Linked DNA regions of Arachis hypogaea: region 1 is linked to region 2. The links are chromatin contacts, called in public Hi-C maps. All regions are on one chromosome and are shown on one strand. The core of a region is the stretch at or near the end of the contact, and the rest is flanking DNA. Distances in the headings are between cores, read along the strand shown.

Evidence for each region. A called contact is a pair of places that touch in the nucleus more often than the background predicts.
Region 1: a contact with region 2 is called in a Hi-C map of an unstated tissue, with 5 times the contacts expected there. The contact joins the promoter of LOC112741871 here to the promoter of LOC112741870 in region 2. A contact is called at or near these places in 2 of 8 Hi-C or Micro-C datasets (leaf and an unstated tissue).

Annotation. Positions count from the first base shown.
Region 1 is chr14:27,723,501-27,728,473 of arahy.Tifrunner.gnm2.J5K5, reverse strand. LOC112741871 (mitochondrial outer membrane import complex protein METAXIN) reads right to left here and starts at 3,598. Exons shown (of 6, transcript XM_025791037.3): 1 at 3,293-3,598; 2 at 2,651-2,988; 3 at 2,414-2,490; 4 at 2,219-2,279; 5 at 585-747; 6 at 1-76. The coding sequence starts at 3,452.
Region 2 is chr14:27,445,303-27,450,119 of arahy.Tifrunner.gnm2.J5K5, reverse strand. It overlaps LOC112741870 (pumilio homolog 6, chloroplastic), which reads left to right and starts at 2,417. Exons shown (of 10, transcript XM_025791035.2): 1 at 2,417-2,852; 2 at 3,961-4,654. The coding sequence starts at 4,022.

The DNA.
Region 1 (4,973 bases), core at 2,349-4,848, 280 kb before region 2:
TTGGCCCTTCTTCTGAAGGTTTTCTCCTCCTTTGTTTCCTCTCTTTTGCTTTTCTGTTTGCTCTTGGCCTTTGAACCTAGCAGGGAAGAACCAAAGTTTCAATAATCAAAGTTCACTAATTAAGAATGACAAGAATATCATAGCTCAAAGTAGGCAAATGCTAATGAGTTCCGGAGAAAATAAGGAGTATAGCACTCCCTAAATCCTAAACCCTAAATCCTAAATACTGAACCTTAAATTATAAATTCTAAACCCTAAATTCGGAATTCTAAATCTAAAATTCTAAACCCTAAATCCTAAACTCTAAATCTAAATGATTGATCTAAAATATAATAAATAGAGAATTAAAATTTGTTCAATTAATAAAGGAGTGTACTCCTTACTTAGTAAGGTACGTCTAAGGATGAGGCCTCAAAGTAGCAAATAAAACAACTTTTCCCCCTTCACATCATGGTATTGTAACAGGCCTCAAAGTAGCAAATAAAACAACTTTTCCCCCTTCACATCATGGTATTGTAACAGAATTCTTATAAAACTTATTTATCCGCATAGACTGAAAAGATAAAATCCAGAAAACATCTTACTTGAAGTTGAATGCGCTCTGGAAGCCCATGATGGCGCATCTGAACTGAAAGATGGATCATAGGAAGGGGATGTACCGGCTTCTATAAGTTCTCTCTTATGTTGTTGCACATATCTCACTAAATTAGTGTGTTCCGAAAACTTCATGCGCAGCGTCGATGATTCCTAATTGTACGTTAAAACCAGGAAACAAAGTTAAATTGCTTTCCTCAAAATGAAGATTCTTAGTGGTTTTAGTAAGCAATAAGCTACACAACTAGAATAAACTTAGCTGAGGAGAAAGTAAGTGGATTAAGGAAAACATAGAGTAGCCATGAATTATGTGAAACTATAGTGCAGAGGATCACAATATCCCTTTTTTCATCACCTCAGCAATAGATGTCTTAAGTTGCTAATTTTATATGCATTGCTCCTAATTTAGAACTTTTCTTTTCTAGTGACATTTTCATGCATCTTCTCACATATTGCCTTTTACCAAAGTTTAAGTGCTTTCTAGATGAACTCTTTTTAACATTAACTTTACTCCCTATATACTCCTTCAATTTCAAAATATCAGTCCGAAAATAAAAAATAATAAATAAATTGATGCCTCAGAATAATTGTCTGTTTTAAAATATCAAGATTAATTAATTTTTCCAATAACACCCTTAATTTGATTGTGACAATTGAATAAGCAATGTTTTGTAGTTGAAAACTGAGCTAAACATTGCAAAATAAGATGCATGACTGAAATATTCAAGAATGTAACACACAGTAAGCAGGATAGAAGAAGACATGCTTCAAGATTCAGGCATTATTTGAGATTGCAGTTTTCTATCAAACTTAAGAAAATTTATATATTTTCAGTAGACTAGCAACAAGAATATGACAATAAATTATTTATCATAGGGATTGTTGGGCAGTAAAGTATTATGAATGCAACAGTAAGATACAGGTATAGTCCAATTAAAGAAAGTTGGAAAGGAGAAAACAAGAGAAAATACATTATTCCAAGTTCCAACTGAACTTTTATAAAATTATTTGGTTTCTGATAATAATGCTGTTTAATACATGCAGCCAAGTCGCAACAGGACGGTCAAGATTTTCTTGTCTCTATGATATTGGAAATCATCAAATAAACACAATAATATATCTGTTTGCTACATTGTGAAATAAAATCGCCAAACTTATACTAGACAAAATATACTGAAAGAAATACCCTGCTAAATTTTAAAAGTATCTTTCACTGTTATTAATAAAACACTACTAGTGAAATTTACTTCTTTGTTCAATAGCCAGCCAAAAAGAAAATTTACTCATATTCTGAATAAAAGTCTCTGCAGTCATAAAACTCAGCAACCAGAGTATATTGTGTACATAGACAGTAATGCCGCAATCAAATTTCCCTAGAACTTTTGAACTCGAGTAGGTACCCACCTTCCGACATTAGTTTTCTGGACGTTTGCTAAAATTTAAATTACTTTACTAAGTTTGATTATGTGATTGGCCATAGTTTTCCCTCTTATACCTCTGTCGTGATTGTTCATTGATTTTTTATCGATCAGTATAACCCAAGTTTCCATTAGTGTCATGTGCATCCACAGTTGTCTTTTGACAAATATAAAAAAGGCATGGTATAAGTGATAATATAACTCACGGGCAAAGCATGAAGAACGACTAATGCATGTGAAAGAAAAATAGCATCCATGCTTGATGACCTGCATATACAGAATAAAACATATTTAGAGGTTATCAAAAATCAAAACTTCCTCTCAAATAAGAAACCAAAATCTCACCATATATTGCACCAAGAAAGATAATTACATATATATAACACAGCCAGAGGAGTCACCTGTTTTGAAATAAGTAGTTCTCATCCCCTAACCACATTGACAAAGCATCATATGCAGAGTTAGCTCTCCCATAAATCTGTTGATCAACAACAGCTGCATTTGAATACAAAAATCTAAGGGAAAGCGTATACTCTATGTCGCACAAATACAAAAGCGAGTATTGCATATGACACATAAATATGCAACTTTATGACAAAGATTGGACTCGAATTTAAGAAGTTTAAGGTGAAACTGACCTCTTCCTCCTTCACCTCACCATTGTCTTTAGTTATGCCATGTTTCTGCTTCACCCAATGAGCTTTCTTCCAAAACAAGACCTTCCCAATAGGCCATGGAAGATCGAAGTAATAGATGCTATAAGCAGACGAACTATCACACCCCACCCAAAGCTCGTACTCGAGCGCATCGGCAAGCCAAGTTGTGAGCATCACCTTGGTTGGTATCCACTCTGGCAGTGATGAAACACCATCATCCAAATCACCAACTCCTTCCTCCTTCTTTAAGCCCTCAATGATCCCATCCTTCACATCATTGTATACCACAGAATCACCAGCCTCAAAGTAAGGAATTTGTTCTAACCACCAATAAAACCACACAACAAAACAAACAGCAAACTCAAATTACCAAATTGCTACAGAAAGAACAGAAACACAAACAAAAGATAAGAAATTTATCAAATGGGTATGAATGAGTGACACCCCCAAGAGCCTCAAACAAAGTCAAATAGTTAAAAGTCCAAAACTTTGGAATAATACAAACAAAGGGTATATTCTATAATACTAATTTAACAATTCCTTTCTTCTATCTAACTTGAAACACAAATCTAAAATATCAAGCATGAAAAGAAAAAGACAAGAAGAAAAGAAGGGAATGGTTACCAGAATCAGGGTAGTTAAGGTGGAAGTCCAAGGTGAAGGGGAATTTGGAGAGCTTGAGATAGATGAAAGCTGACAAGCATTGTGGGCAACCTGTTGGGAGCCCAAAGCATGGTTTCCTCACAACAAGTGTGTGCCTTCTTCTCCTCTCACTGTCTTCCATTATCAACAACAACAGAAACGAGGTTAAGGTGGGGGGATTTTTCGTTGTTACGAGGATGCTATGCCTATGAGATGTAAATGGACGGGAACAAGAGAAACCGATACGAGTGATGAAGGTTCGTATTTGTGGCAGAATGGGCCACGCGGGCCTCATTCAATACCCGGTCTTTGTTGTTCCTCTTTGGGCCAATGCCAAATATGGAAGTTCACATACTATGTGTTTGGACTGAATCTCCAAATTGGTTTATCAAATTTACAAATTCTATCTTTTAGTTAGTCTTTTAAATTCAAAATTTATTATTTTTGTCTCCAAAATTCAGTTATAGATATCATATTGGTGTTTAGACTCCAAATCATTTTATCACTTATCATTTTTCAGAACAATCTTGGTTTTGCCTTGTTTAAGGGTAACAACAAAACAACATTATTTAGCCATGTGTCTAGCGCAGTAAATCAGAGCTATTTCAACATTTTATTTATTGACTCAATACCAAAAAAGATTGAAAGATCATTATAGTACCTGGATTTAAATTTCAGATACTAATATAATAAATTTTAAATCTAAAAGATTAAAATAATAAAAATTATAAATCTCATGTACCACTATGAGAATTTAGTCGCGTGTTTATATTAACATTTGTAAAAGAATGTTAGAGCAAATGTATGCAGAATTAATTTTAATTAAAATTAAATTGATAGTGTAATTTAAGCTTTAGATATTTTTTGTCAAACTCAATTTTGAGGAAATAAATATTTTTTGAGTTGTGATACATGCACACTAATTTCAGCCACCGTATTTAAATATGTATATAAGTACATAAATTTAAAAAATTGAAAACAAAGGCTGTTCTCACTCTTTACACGCGCTTAAACCTACCTCCTTTTTTCTCCTTCATTCACTCTTACTCTCAGGTGCGATTCTCCTTCCTCATTTTCACTCTTAAGCACGATTCTCCTTCCCTCTCTATCCGATGACACGATTCTCCTTCTCTCTCTCTGGCACGGCACGATTTTTCTTCGCTTTCTCTCTCTCAGGCGCAGTTGCGATTCTCCTTTCTTTCTCTCAGGCGCGGTGCTCTCTGTCGACTTGCTGCTCGCTGCCGCTGCAAGCTAAGTCACAGGTTTTCCCTCTCTGGTTCGTAACTTAGTTCAGAGTTTTAGTGTTCCTCTATTTTGAATTAGAAAAAATTCAAAAATGCTCAAATGGTACAAACAAAAGGGATAATATTAAAAGGCATTGAAACAATAATTTGAGTTCTAATGATACAAGTGGCGAGGATGAGAATGATTTTTGTGATAAAAAATCAAACATTGGTTCAAAGGTGCATCAGCTACTGATACAAGTCCTTGAGCTGATGCTATAGTAGCTGGTTAAAAACTTTTCTTATTGCAAGCTATCTGAGCAATGTGTTTTAGTATATTCTACTTTCTTCTCTTTATGTTTTTATAATTTGATTATTGCATGAGTTTGATTTTTAATTTGGATTCTTGAATTTGATTATTGCATATTCTACTTGATTTA
Region 2 (4,817 bases), core at 1,168-3,667:
GAAAAGTGAGAGAATTGTATGTGACATACCTTGGGGGAGGGGTAGGGCCCTACCCATATTTACCGTGTCAGAACTGGGTCCTGAAAGAGCAGACCCACCTTCCTCGAAGTTTCCTCATACAGCTGTAATGGAGAGCTGTCAAGGACATGTGTCCGGATTGGTGATGGAGCAACTCTCACCCAACCATTTGGGTCGGGTGGTCTGTGGATCGAGTCGGCCCGTGTGATGTTTGGGCCAGGCCGTAACAACTATGTATCGCTGTAGTTAACGGATGCTATCGGATTTTACAATATAACTAATATGTAAGTTCACAGTGCATTCATCATGTGCATATGCGTGTATTGTTTAATTTTAGGTGTGTATTTGATTGTGATTCCCATAAATGTAACTATATGCTCATTATTTTTGTGTTGAATTTGTAGAAATGTTTATGTTTATCTCATGGACAAAAGTAACTAAGGTTGAGGTGATGTTGGAGTTTTTTTAAAAAAATTTAGCCAGAGATTTTGCATTAAAGAATTCAAGTGACAATATGTTAAGTGGATTTGATAAATTCTTAGATGAGTATAATATTTGGGATGAGAAGTTACGATTATTTACAAATTTATATTTCCTTGTATAGTTTTATTCATTTTCTTTAGCCAGCCTCGTTGATGGGAGGAGCCAAGCTTGGTGAAAGAGAAAAGGAGGAAAGCAGAGAAGAAAGAGAAGGGGGTCTTACTCCTTTTTAAACTAAGGAGCAAACTGAGCCAAATACACTGACTTCAGAAAACAATACTCTTATTTGATTTATGCTAATTTGAGATCTATGATTATTGTCAAACTCTCGAGTTAACTCGTAAACTCGTATGAGTTTACGAGTTTAGATATGGAATCGAGTTGACTCGGGCATAGACTCTATCTTGAGTAAACTCGGCTAGACTCGGCTAAACTCGGCCAAACTCGGACAAACTCGTGAGTCTAGGACCGAGTTAGCGAGTTTGTGTTTTTTTTCATTTTTCCTAAAAAAAGCGTCATTTTGAAACTAAAAAAACACTTTTTTTTATTTGTATTACGATAACACTCGCAAAGAATAAAAGAAAACTCACTCACAACTCACTCATCTGCGTCGTTTCTCTCAAGTCTCACTTTCTCCATGTTCTGCCGTAGTCGCCGTTCCCCGTCGAGCTTCCATTGTTCGCCTGTGTCTGCTACCTCTGCTCTGATTTGCGCCATTGTCTTTGTGAATTTTACCTGTGTTGCCCTCTGCTTTGTATTTCTTCACATCTCCACTATTCGCAACTCCATCGTGCTATCACTGTTCAACTCCCTCTGCTTTGTCCATGACTATTTGTCGCCGTTGTTTCGTGCTGTTGCTGCACCCTCACCACCGCTGCCTGCTGCACCCTTGTCTTCGATCTGCTATTGCTGGGACTTTTCCCCTTCTTTTCTTCTGTATCCTCTATTTTTTGAATGCCTTTTGCCTTTCTTTGAGCCTTTGCTTCTTGATTTAGTTTTTTTTTTTTTTTTTACTTTTTAAATTTTATTGCTTCTAATTTTAGCCTATTGCTTATCGTTTATGTTAGATGGCCAGATGGTTCATCCATTCATGGCTGATTAGTAATTAATTATTTTGATTAGAGTTAATTTAATTATTTAATATTATTCAATGTTCAATTAAAGATTTAGTATTACAGATTTAGAATTTTTAATTTTGTGTGTTCTATGTTGTACTTGTATAAGAATAATTATAGAGGATTTGAATGTGTATTTTAAAGTATTTGTTATAATGTATGCTATTATTTTAATTTATTATGTGCTTTAAGATTGATATTATTAATTTTGAATGGTTAGAATTGAGTAAATATACATTATATATGACATATATAAACTTCATAACAGGTGAACTCGTACGAGTCTACGAATTAACTCGCGAGTCGAATCTAGGTCAGCTCCACGAGTTTACTTATACTCGCGGATTTGACAACCTTAGATCTATCTATATGATCTTTTTGTATACTAGAACTCAAGAGTTATTTATATAATTGCATACAATATTACATTGGAATATCCATGTATTTTAAGTATAATTGTCTCTGTCTTATTAATGATGATTTTGAGATATTAATATTTTTATTTTTCATTCACTTGTGTGATAAATTTTAATACTTATTTAGACAGATAAATAAATTAATTATTCGATTAATTTAAATTAATTTGAGAAACTGAAATAATATTCTTACATAAGTTGAAATTTGTTTTAAACACTAAAAATAAAATTGAATTAATTTTTGGAAATTTATTAGAAACGGCCAACTTGTATACTGTATGAATAAAGATTAGTCTTTGAATGGAAAAATTGAAACAAAAAAAAGGGGAAACGTGTACTCTTAATGGTATGCGTATTATTATTTTGGCCACTTACCTACTTTGTCCCATTCTGCCTCAATTCACAAACGAGGATTCAATTAACCAAAGAACCTTATGTCCAGAATAAACGCTTTCTTTTTTTTTTTTTTTTTTTTTGAGTAACCCCTAAATTCATTCCTTTTTATCCATTTGCAGACGCAGTCTTTTAAAAATAACAATCAATACAATCCGTTTCTCTCTCTTTCCATTTCAACAACACACTGCACCTATTTGACCCCAAAAACTAACCCATCAATTTTTTTTTCTTTTTTCTTCTGTTTTCAATTTTGCAGAGAAAGAGAGCGACTCGAAGCAAAACGCACCCATCAGTACCCGCTTTCTCTCTCTATCCCCGCTCTCTCTCTCTCTCTCTCTCTCTCTCTCTCTCTCTCTCTCTCAAGAATCTAGGGTTTTGGAATAGTGAATCTTCACTCTGAGGAGAATCTTCGCTATCCTCCTCTAAGGTTGTGTCGTTTTCTTCGTGCTTCAACTTCTCCCTTTTGATTATCATGTTAGTTCTTCTCTATCTCTGCATATGTGCATGAATAATTTTCTCATGAACTTCTTGCTTTCCTTTTTATTCATGGGTTTCTGATATGTGTGAATTAGTGATATTGGGTGCTTCATGTTTTGGTTCTGATTATTATGATGTTTGTTTGTGATCGTGATCTTTAGTCCTAAGTGCAAAGTTGGGGCTTCTTTTCCCCCCTTTCTTCTTTCTTCACCTATTTGGTCAATGAGAAGATGATAGGGGTGAGAAAGTAGTTTGACCAGTGAATTTGGCTTGTTAGTTATTTTTGTTTTTTAATTGGTGGAAACATGGTGATGAGTGAATTCTTTTCTGTGGTAACAAACAAATGTTTTGTTTTATGTTTTTCCTTTTTCTTTTCAATCTGGAAAGAAAATTGAAGTCTTTTGATTGTTCCTTCAGGCATTCCTGAAATGGAGGGATGATTTCTGCACATGCTGCTGCTTAGTGTTTATACCCTTTCTACAAGGTTTGACTGACTTGGTTTCTTCATAGAGTGCAATTGGTTCAGATTCTTCTATTTTACTTATGGGCTACTGAATTTGATATCTTTTTCTTCTTTTTTAACCCTTTTGAAAATTTATGATATCGTGGTTTTCCTGTTTTCCATCTTGTGCTGTGCATGTGATTTTATTGGAAAATGGATGGGTAGGAGTTTGTAACTTATAATTTTACTTGAAATGGTTGTTGTCAACGAAAGGTGGGTGGATATGTATGCCTGAGTAAAATTTGAGCCTCCAATTTAGTGTGATATTAGTGGCTTTACATTTCCGTTTTGGATTTGCAATGAATTTAACAAACACAACATCAGCATCATTTAACATTATGTAGTTTCGCATGTGGTTAGTAATCCTGCCAATTTGTCTGAAGTGTCCGATTAATTCCATTTGTCACTACTCACTGTAAATTATGGATTGAGTGTATTGTTTTCGATGCTGTTAGTTTACTTTTCTTCTCTGATACAGTAATATTAATACTAAAAGGTTTAATTCCTGTTTGAAGTTGTTTATGCTGACCTTACAATTTTGGGTTGTGTCCTTTAGGAGGCAATGTAATATTATGGTCTCCATTTCAATAAAAGGGGCAAAGTAATCTTGCAGTACTATGGCAACCGAAAGTCCAATTAGAATTTCAGAAGCTGGGGGTAAGTGGCCCTCTCTTAAGGAGGGTTCTACTTTTGGTTCACCAGCTCGTAACATGGCAACAGAAGATTTAGGTATACTTGTACAGGGGCATAGATTCCATGGTAGTGGAAGGGATATGGCACCCAATCGCAGTGGAAGTGCTCCTCCCAGTATGGAAGGCTCATTTCTTGCTATAGAAAACTTGTTATCCCAACAGAACACCACTCAGAATGCAAGCTTGGCAACTTTGAGCAGAGCTATGCAAAAATATGACTCTGAGGAACAATTACGAGCCGATCCAGCTTATTTGGCATATTACAATTCCAATGTCAACCTAAACCCTAGGCTTCCTCCTCCTCTTATCTCTCGGGAAAATCGCCATCATATTAGCAATTTTAGGAATAATTGGGGATTTTCTTCTGCAGATGATAGCAGTAAAATTTCTTTTCATTTACCACAAGGAACTCTTGCAACGCATAGGGAGGAGTCTGAGGATGATTCACCGCAGCAGCCATATGATAATGAGCTAGTTAAGACAGATGGTCTATGGAGTAGACCAGATGCATCAGCATCATTACCGTCACAGTGCAAAAATATAGTTGACTCAATTCAGGTGGTTACTATTATATCAACTTCTAAATTGTCTGAAATCTATTCAGTTGTGTGTGTTACAGTTCCATGTGCTTTTGCTAGATCCTTTTCACCTTTTGCTTGCTTCCTTTAGTACTAATCCCACAGTTTTACTGTTGTTTATTACTATTATTATTTTTAAATCT